2 separate regions of the Pan troglodytes genome follow, and region 2 is linked to region 1. The links are chromatin contacts, called in public capture Hi-C maps. All regions are on one chromosome and are shown on one strand. Each heading gives the region's core, a stretch centred on a gene start, on an enhancer-like site or on the middle of the called end of the contact. The rest is flanking DNA. Distances are from core to core; before and after follow the strand shown. Region 1 overlaps CYFIP2 (cytoplasmic FMR1 interacting protein 2). Region 2 overlaps ADAM19 (ADAM metallopeptidase domain 19).

The links. Capture Hi-C pulls out chosen DNA fragments and counts their contacts.
Region 2: a capture Hi-C map of stem cell-derived neural stem cells shows a contact between it and region 1, with 3 times the contacts expected there. The contact joins two enhancer-like sites. A contact is called at or near these places in 3 of 7 Hi-C or Micro-C datasets (induced pluripotent stem cells and stem cell-derived neural progenitor cells) and 1 of 1 other capture datasets (stem cell-derived neural stem cells).

The regions. Positions count from the first base shown.
Region 1 is chr4:155,058,812-155,063,368 of NHGRI_mPanTro3-v2.0_pri, reverse strand. The region is part of intron 26 of CYFIP2 (cytoplasmic FMR1 interacting protein 2); the gene reads right to left. Among named protein-coding and RNA genes, the nearest start is that of FNDC9, 26 kb to the right of the region's middle. Within about 2 kb of position 2,653, at least 2 of the 24 cell types and tissues checked have an H3K27ac peak or open chromatin away from gene starts, as enhancers often do. A contact at or near this core is called in stem cell-derived neural stem cells, where this site is marked.
Region 2 is chr4:155,161,698-155,166,304 of NHGRI_mPanTro3-v2.0_pri, reverse strand. ADAM19 (ADAM metallopeptidase domain 19) reads left to right here. Exons shown (of 22, transcript XM_016954120.4): 22 at 58-3,752. The coding sequence ends at 111. Among named protein-coding and RNA genes, the nearest start is that of NIPAL4, 19 kb to the right of the region's middle. Within about 2 kb of position 1,559, at least 2 of the 24 cell types and tissues checked have an H3K27ac peak or open chromatin away from gene starts, as enhancers often do. A contact at or near this core is called in stem cell-derived neural stem cells, where this site is marked.

The DNA of each region.
Region 1 (4,557 bases), core at 1,404-3,903:
TTTTATCATTTAGTATATACTATCAGCATCTTCCCATGTGCGGTACAAAGCTTCTATCTGGATTTTTTGGGCCTATATTTAGTTATCCTACATCCTTTTTAAAATGATCATCCTACTCCTCAAAATTATTTGATAAATGAATATTCACTAAAGTACCAGCTCTCAGAGCATGCTCTTTCTCCCAACACATCTCGGCAACCCCCATTTTAGTGGGGCCTTCTAAAGATCAGATAACATTCCAAACCCATGGAGCGAGTCTCTAATAGAATTTCAGACACTGTGATAGAAAGTGGCAGTGCTCTTTCTGGGGGGCTGAGGGGGTGTTCTTGGTGCCCTTGAATTACAAGGCCAAGGTCGTAAATGTCAACAAGCCTTAAGGTAGAAGCCAAGGACAGTGGGATTCAGTCTTGCCCTGATGCAGACCTGCAGTGAACCTCAGTTTCTTTCTCTGTAACTTGACCCCCAAAGTATGCCATGTGGTTGGGTTGTGCAGCCAGGCAGAGAGTGGTAATAATAGATAAGTTGGTGGAATAGGCATGGCTGAAATCTTCTCAGCCTTGTGGGTCAAAGTTGGGAGTTTGAATTTTAAGTATAACAAGAATCTGCCTGTTAGTTTTAAGCTGGAGAGTATACAATTTATCATGTATGAAGACCCCTTTGCTGTTAATGTTAAGGCATGACCCTCTCTCGGCTCAAGCGTGGAAAGGCGGTGACCCTCAGTGGAGCTGGGTTTGAGACATTTCTCTTAAACAGAGCATAGGGAGAAGGCATTCTTTGTGTGTGTATTTGTGTGTGTGTGTGTGTTTCTCTGTTAGTATTCCTGAAGCAGAAGGTAAGCCTTCCCACCACGGCCAATGGGAGGAGGGTGGCTGCCAGAGGTGTTCTCTTAGGGCCTCTCACTGGCCTCTAATTTGGACTGGCCAGCTTCCCTGGCTTCATTTGCCTTTCTTGGATCTTAAACTGGTATTTCCTCATGGTAAATCAAATAGGCGGTCAGCCTGTAAGTCACAGCCAAGTTCGATGCTAGCAAATGCGTCTATAAATTTTTTTAATGAGGCCAGATGTAGCTCCGGGATATATGTTACCAAGAATAAATCTTACCAACTAGCAGAGTAGCTGGAAAAGACAAAAACCCTCATGACTTTCCTCCTCCTCATATGTCACGACCTTGTCTGGTTTAACCCCTTTCCTTCTTAACTTTCTGATCCCCTGTTGAGGTTTTATGTCCCCTGCTTCAACTTCATATTAGGAAAGATTCTAGACACATAAAATATTTGAAGGAATAATGAATATCCTTATACCCTTGATGTACAGTCAAAATGAACATTTTGTCATATTTGCTTTAACTTTACTGAGTCATTTGAGAGTAAATGGAAGACATTGAGTCACTTCAGCCTTAAATACCTAAGCATGCAACTCCTAAAAACAAGGACATCCTCCTGTGCAACCTCAGAATTGTGATCCCCTAAATTTAAAATGTTCTTAATATGATACACGATGTCGTCTAGACTAAAATTTCCTTAATTGTTCTTAAAATGTTTCTTTTATAGCTTTTTTGTGGAACCAGGATGTAACCATGATGAGTTTTCCAAAGTGTGAATAATATGCAATTGCTATACAAAAACAACGAACTTCAACAATCCCTCCTTGGAGAACTCCCAGGAGCTTGTGCTTCTGCAGAAGTTTCTCTCTGGGAGGAATTAATGAGTAAAAGTTATGATTCAGTAATTTTGCATGTACCAAGTGTCATGCTAATGTTTATTATTCCCACTATATGATAACTACAAGAGAAATAATCATTAGGTGATTAAGAACCGCAGTCTGTCTACTGTAAAATTGCTGTGTTGACAGTAAAAGCAAAAAAGGTTTTTAGGGTCAGGATGCAAAAATATTTTACTGTAAGGAACTCACATCAGAATTCAAGGGATTCATGTTTTATTTTCGCATTACTTTCTGTCTTAATTTTCTTTTTGTATTATAGTTAATTTAAAACTGATGGACCATCAGTTTTAAAACTGAGGGATTCCATCAACTATCAAAAACCTTAAGTGTTCCCAACTCACTTAGTCTATGAGGCTAACTGGAGACTTGATTTCTCTTGGCTACAGGCTACCATAAAGATTCCGTGTACATATTTTAAAAAGATTCAATATGATCCTAAGAATGTCAGATTTATGCAGAATGGCATTAGACTCTACCTTTAGGGTTCTGTTCACAGCTGAGTGAAAAACTACCATTTTTAGCTGATTTCCTAAAGAGCACCATCAAATCAGTATTTTCTTAACCTTTAACTCTGATTTCTGAGGCAACAAAAAGACAAATAACACTAATGCATTATGTTTTTGTATGGAGAAAGGAGCTGGAAATGGGAGGTCCAGGCACCCCACAGGGATCGCTGCTTGGATTTTCTGGCAGGAGGGGGATGGGGAGCTGGGCCCTAACCAGAGAGCTTAGTGTTCTAAACATTCCCTTACATGGAGGCACATAATGTGTTTCCCGCATACTGATGTTAAGCCCCAAGGATACAGAGCCTGTGAAGCAGGCAAGAAATTAGGCTTCCCATTTGCACCAGGACCCTCTCCCCTTGCACAGAATGTACAAGCCACAGCTTCCAGCCCTCATTTGGGACTCCAGGTGCAGTGGAAAGCCCAACCGAGAGACGCTGCCTCTGCTCCTGTTCCGCTGGTCCCTCACTTCCAGCAGCTCTTCATAGCCCTTGCTAAATCTATCAGTAATTTAATCTTACCTGATTCTGTGTGTGATCTTTTCCTGTCAATCTATGCCTTGCTTGAATAGTGCTGTATATTACTATGTTTCACCTCCAACCCCTTCCTCAGTCCCCTGAATTGTCAAGGGGATAATAGAATTATTATTCTGGATCGGAATCATGTCTGGTCAACTGGAAAAGATCTATAGCCAGGAAACTGTGGCCTAGAAAGTGGGCTTTCTCTTCCCTCAAGTATATGCCAATGTCTTCCAAGGTTAGCATTTCCTAAAGTGGAAATTGGGCATACAAGGAAATGTGATTTAATCATAGTGAGCCACACAGTGAGCAAGTTCTTTCCTTTTTCAGTTTCCTATCAATCTTTCTGACAACCTTAATGAGAAAGTCTCCATTTGAAACCAGCACATGTTAGCACCTAATATTTACTAATCTTGTTTTTATCAAAGAGGGAGTAGGGCTTGTGTTCAGAGATCTGGGCAGGCAGCAGCTGGAATTATATGACTTTGTTGTATTTTGATTGATTGAATGTATTATTCTGGTTGCTTTCTAATGATGGCAAGAGATGATTTTTTTAAATGGAAGTGATAGTTTCCTTTTAAAATTAAGTTTCAGTAAAAAGATTATGTAAATAACAAAACCAGTGATCTGCAGATGTGGCAAGAACTGTGACAACTAAGCATCAATGTCAAGAGTCTGGCAGCTCTAGTCCAAGAAAATGCTTCTAGATCAGAGATCCTCCACTCTGGCTGCCCATCAGAGTCAAGTGTGGAGCTTTTAAAACATCTGGGTCTGGCCAGGCGTGGTAGCTCATGCCTGTAATCCCAGCACTTTGGGAGGCTGAGGCGCATGGATCACGAGGTCAGGAGTTCAAGACCAGCCTGGCCAACAGGGTGAAACCTGGTCTCTACTAAAAATACAAAAATTATCCAGGCATGGTGGCAGGTGCCTCTTATCCCAGCTACTCGGGAGGCTGAGGCAGAGAACTGCTTGAACCCAGGAAGTGGAGGTTGCAGTGAGCCGAGATCGTGCCACTGCACTCCAGCCTGGGTGACAGAGCAAGACTCCGTCTTAAAAAAAAAAAAAAAAGAAAACTAGGTCCATTCTCAAGGATTTTGTTTTCCTTGTGACAGGCCTCTGAGATCAGAATTTTTAAGCAGATTTCCAAGTGATTTAAATGAGCAGCCATAGTTGAGACCATTGCACTAACCTGCACTGCCTCCCTGGTGCTTGGCGATGTCCATTGTAGAATAATACTCAGTAGCGCAAACTGTAATATGACCCTGCCCACTGGGGGTGTCCTCAAAGAAAAGTCATTGATACAGAACTACATAACCAAGGCTCTGATTTCTTGGCAGTTACTGGTAAGGCTCACAAAATAAGCAAAAATTGAGCTGGCTTTGGATGAAGGTGATGGATTGCCTCTGTCTCAAATGGTGGTATCTTGAGGATTTTAGAGGATAAACATTACACCACGACGAAGCTGAAATGTCCCTCCCCTGATTTATGGTTAATGAGCCTTGTGTTAGGTGCTGAGGATACACTAATGACCTTTACCTGGGAAATCTTTCCTATTACCTCTATCTCCTGTTTCTATGGATCAGTTCTTGTTTTATGCCATTTTTCACTCTATTTTGTATCTAAGCTGAGGGTCTCTGACTATAAATTTTCATCAGTAAAATTCTAAACAAAACATCAACTGATAAATGTTTATCAATCAAATCTATATAGTTGCTATTGTTAAATGGTGTGTTAATAGTTAAAAGCTTTGGGAATGGCCGGGCGCGGTGGCTCATGCCTATAATCCTAGCACTTTGGGAAGCCAAGGCAGGTGG
Region 2 (4,607 bases), core at 310-2,809, 100 kb before region 1:
ATCCCATTGATCAGCATCAAGCTGATGTCTCTCTCCCTCCCTTCTTTTTCTTCCCAGTTTCCAGAATACAGATCACAGAGGGCTGGAGGGATGATTAGCTCGAAAATCTAGACCTGTCCAAGGGGCTTCTCCCTTTCCTTGAGCTCTCTGGACACTGCAGAGGACCCATGGCCATGGAACCCTGAAGAAGCATGTCTGGCCGCCTCTGAGCTCCTCCCACCCTCCTCCAGGAACCTCCACATCTCCAAAAATCTCCCTGTTGACTCAGTGCCTCCTCGGCTTCCTTGGAAGCCCAGAGGGACTACGATCTGATGGCCTCTAGGTGTTGTTTTGTGCAATATACAGCCCCAGGTAGGGAGGGGAGAGTATGAGGAGGGTGACTGGCAGCTTCTCCTCCAGACTCCTAGCCCCGAGGTGCTGATGGAGATGCTCAAGGCCAGCAAGCCCCTCAGGCCAGCACTTCGCTTGCAGAAGCCATCCATTCACTCCTGGGGTGCAGGGCACGCAAGAGAGCTTCCCATTGCTTCTGCTCTCCTCAGAGGTCCCGGGCTGGATGGAGGCTGGTACTTACCCACCCCTTTTAGCTTTTAGGGATTAAGGAAGGGTCAAGCCAGCCACTGCTGTGGCCCTGCCCAGGGCTTGGTTGAGGGAACGGCTTCTGGCTGTATGGCTGCATGTGACAAGCCACGTCCCCTCCCACCTCTCCCCAAACCCCTGCATCCCTGTATTCACACGGGTCACTCTGACTCAGACAGGTACTATTCGTAGGCAGTGTAGACAGCAGGAGGAGCACCAGGCTTGGGCTTCCTCTGAGCTGTGATGCCAAAGGTTGCGACTCCTGACTCTGGATAATTTTTAGTTGCTCTTTGTTTTCTCTGCCGCACTTTCCTGGTGCCCCACGCTTTTCTCTCTTCCTTCCCCTCTCATTCTCCCTCTAATGTGTGGTGCTTTGGTGAGCAAACCCTCAGCAGTCCTGACCTTCGGGTGACCAGGTGCTTGTGACCTACAAGTCAGAGTCCTCTCTCACAGTCGGCCACTGGATTTCCCTCACTGGCTCTCAGGAGTGTGACCAGAGTAGACTTGGGGCATGCCCACTGGGGTCATATGTTTATTTTTCATTGTGTTTTGTGACCTCAGCAGGGTGGGGGTCTTCCTCCTTACTCTGAGCTAAATCTAGGTGAGGTCCCCCCTTAGGGAGCCCAGCTATTTACAAAGTACACACGAGGGAGCCAGCCTGCCCTAGTGGCTGGTCATTGACCTCGGGCTGGACCGTTGCCCTCTGAGCAGAGAACAGACCCATTTCTAGGAGCTGCCCGAGATCACTGGAGAAGGCAGCCAGCAACAGCTGCACTGGAACAGTCAGAGCTGGGAGCCTCTTCCTCAACCCAGCTTTTTGTCATTCACTTCCTTTTGTTCTCTCTCTGGTCACTGCCCTTACCTGACCCTCACAGAAAGAGAGCTCTGAGCAGGTGAGGGGGTCTGCGGTGGCTCCTGTCTTCCCTGCAGCAGGGAAGGATGGCCATGTGGTGCTTTGCTAGATAGGACGGTTTTTGCAAAGCACCTGGAGATGTTTTCTGGGAGATAGACTCCCACTCCACAAAGGTGCTGGGTGGCTCTCCGGACAGGAGCTGGCCTGACTCTCACTCCTCTGAGGCTTTCCTGGGGCCTCCTCCCATCCTGCCATGAGCAATTGTTCGCTCTTGAAAACCTCACTGCAAGGCTGAGGCTGAGCTTCTGATTCACCACCCCAGGGCCTCCTTATAGTTCTCTGCACACAATAGGTGCTTCTTGGATGTTCTTGGGTTTGGAAATAAGTGGAAAATACGGGATGTACCCCTGGGGGAAAAGCCTGGGTTGGGTTTAGAAAGATCTCAGGAAAATGAGTTTCTCTTCCCTCAGGGTGGCTGTGATACAGGTTCCCCATGTCCTTGCCGTGGGTCATCCTTGCTGTGGGTCATCCTTGCTGTGGAGATCCATTCCCCACCTTTCCTGTGGCCCAACCTTTTATTTAAATGTGCTACCCTCTGCCTCAAGGCTTGGTTCCTGGAAAGTAAAGGTGAAAACATCCCCTTTCACCCCTCTGCAAAACAAACAAGCAACATCCTCAAAACCCAACCCCATGCCTCACAGAGCTTCCTGTGGCTTCTCCAGCCTTTCTCCCTCACATCAGGAGGTAGATAGCTCTGAAGTGACAGCGCCACAGCCATAGTGACTGCATGAGCCATCTGAACCTGCAGTCCACCCTCCCTGGAACCACACCAGAAAGAGACCTGGGTTGTTGTTTTCTTGCTTTTTGTTTTGTTTTGTTTTATTATTTTCATATCACCTCCATCCCATCAAGTTGTACTGTGAACTGGAAGATGGTGGAATGTTTTGGAATTTGATAGACTTTTGGCAACCAGTTCTACTAATGCTTCACTCCTGGCTTTGTTCAGGGAGGCTGCCCAGGAGGAAGACTGGCCATTATGCATCCCCTTTTCTTTCCAGTGCCCAGTATGCTGTTTTGAGGTGTCAAATACAAATAAATCTGGGCTTAGGGAAGGAGAGACCTTATTCCAAAGCATGATTGCAGAAGGGGAAAGGGAATATTGCAAAAGGGAGAGGAAGGGGCCTTATGGGAATAGTGAAAAGGCTCAGACCGACCGATGGCAAGATCTGCAAGCGTCTCAAAGCCCAGGCAGAAAAGGACTTTTCTTTTATTGGAAGAAGTAAACATAGCTAGAAAGAACCACGTTCAGGGAATGACTTTGTGCCCAGCCTTTTTTTTTTTTTTTTTTCCAGGGGAGGGGCTGTTTGCTGGCTCAGGCTGAGGGTGGCCCAAAGTCCAGGGTCTGGTGGGGAGGAGGGAAGCTTAACTCAAGTTTGGGTTAGTGAGTTAGCAAGCTCTTTGTGCAGATGGGGATGTAGGTAAATCTTTTTGAAAGTGAAATTAACCTCCTGCCAATTTTACAACCCAAGAATTTTTTTTTAAGGGCCTTGGAGCCATCTCTAAAACAAACCTCAAGGGATTTAGTGCCCTGTCTCCCTGTCTCTAGAAGCCTTAGCCTGGGCACCTGGCTCAATCTTGTAACTGCCTGCTAGCCATAGATTCCTTTCAGCCTTGCTGACTTCTCCCTATAAAAGTAAAGCCCTTTTCTGCCCCAGCTCTGAGACACTTGCAGATCTTAAGGTCTGAGACTTGCTGATTTTCTGGTTGGAGTGTTTTTTTGTATTGCCATAGTCCCTTCCCCCTGAAGCAATAGCCCCTCCCCACCTCCTGCAATACCCCTTTCCAATAAAGTCTCTCCCTGCCTACTTCCTAATTTATTCTTATTTGACAGAAGGTATGGAAGACTTGCAATTTGAAAACTGGGGACCAGTTCCAAAGTCAGTAATTGTGTTAACCACGTGTATAACAGCTGTGCTGGACACCCAAGAAAGCCATGGGAACGCCAACTGGAAAGGTCCCCTTCCCGAGGGGAGCCTGTGAAGGAGAGGTTCTGTAGAATCCAAGCCCACATTTCCAAAGTCACCCCCAACGCGTCCTCTCACACCGTCCACTGTGCGTTTGTATGTGTCTGGGATCCAGGGCAATGTGAATTTTCTTTTTATTTGGGAGATTGTTCACGGAAAACAGATCTTCTTCTCTCTTGTCCACCTATTAATTGTTTACAATATTTGTACATCTATGCAAAATACTTGAATGGGCCATGGTGCCTTTTTTCCTTGTTAGTATTTAATTAAAAATGAATTGTTTGTCATTTGCAATGTTATCTGGTTTGGCAGCTCTTTATTGTGTGTTTGTTGTAATGTCCTACTGCTCAGATTAGATAGGATTCATGACGTGGACTTCAGAAAGAGTTCCCACAAGGATGGTCAGTTCAGCCTATAAAGCCATCATGGTGGACCCTGAGCCACAGCAAAGCCTATGTTTTCCTATGACCAGTAGAGGGGGCTGTTTGTCTTTACACCTGGACGCAGGCTGCTTATTAAAGGCCTGAATGATCCTGAGATTCTTTGATATGTTTTTTCTCATCCTACACTACTGCATATAGAAGACAGCTGAGAGCCTCTGCTCACCTCCTCATCTTATTAAGGCAAGGGATCATACTTTAAAGAGGGGAGACACTTGCCCCAGGTCTCTTGGGCTGGGTAGGCAGGCACAGCCAGGGATAAGGTTGGGTGTGCTTTCTGATTCCAGAACCCTGCGTAATATCACAGCTCGTATTCATTAGTGCTTCCCAGTCCATAAAAGGATCCCACCCTTATTCTCTCATTGATCCCTACCTCAATTTTGAGGTTCTGTCAGAGAGATGGAGGATTAATAACCATGATCGAAGGTAACAGTTACTCAGTACAGGCGGTCCCCCATATCCGTGGGTTTCAAATTCATGGATTCAACCAACAACAGGTTGAAATATTTGAAAAAAAAAAGTACAACCATAAAAAGTAATACAATTTAAAAATACGGTATAACAACGATTTACACAGCGTTTACATTGTATTAGGTATTATAGAAATCTGGAGATGATTTAAAGTATATGGGAGGATATATGTAGGTTATATGCAAATACTATACCATTTTATATAAGGGACTTGGCCATCCTTAGATTTTGTTATCCATGGGG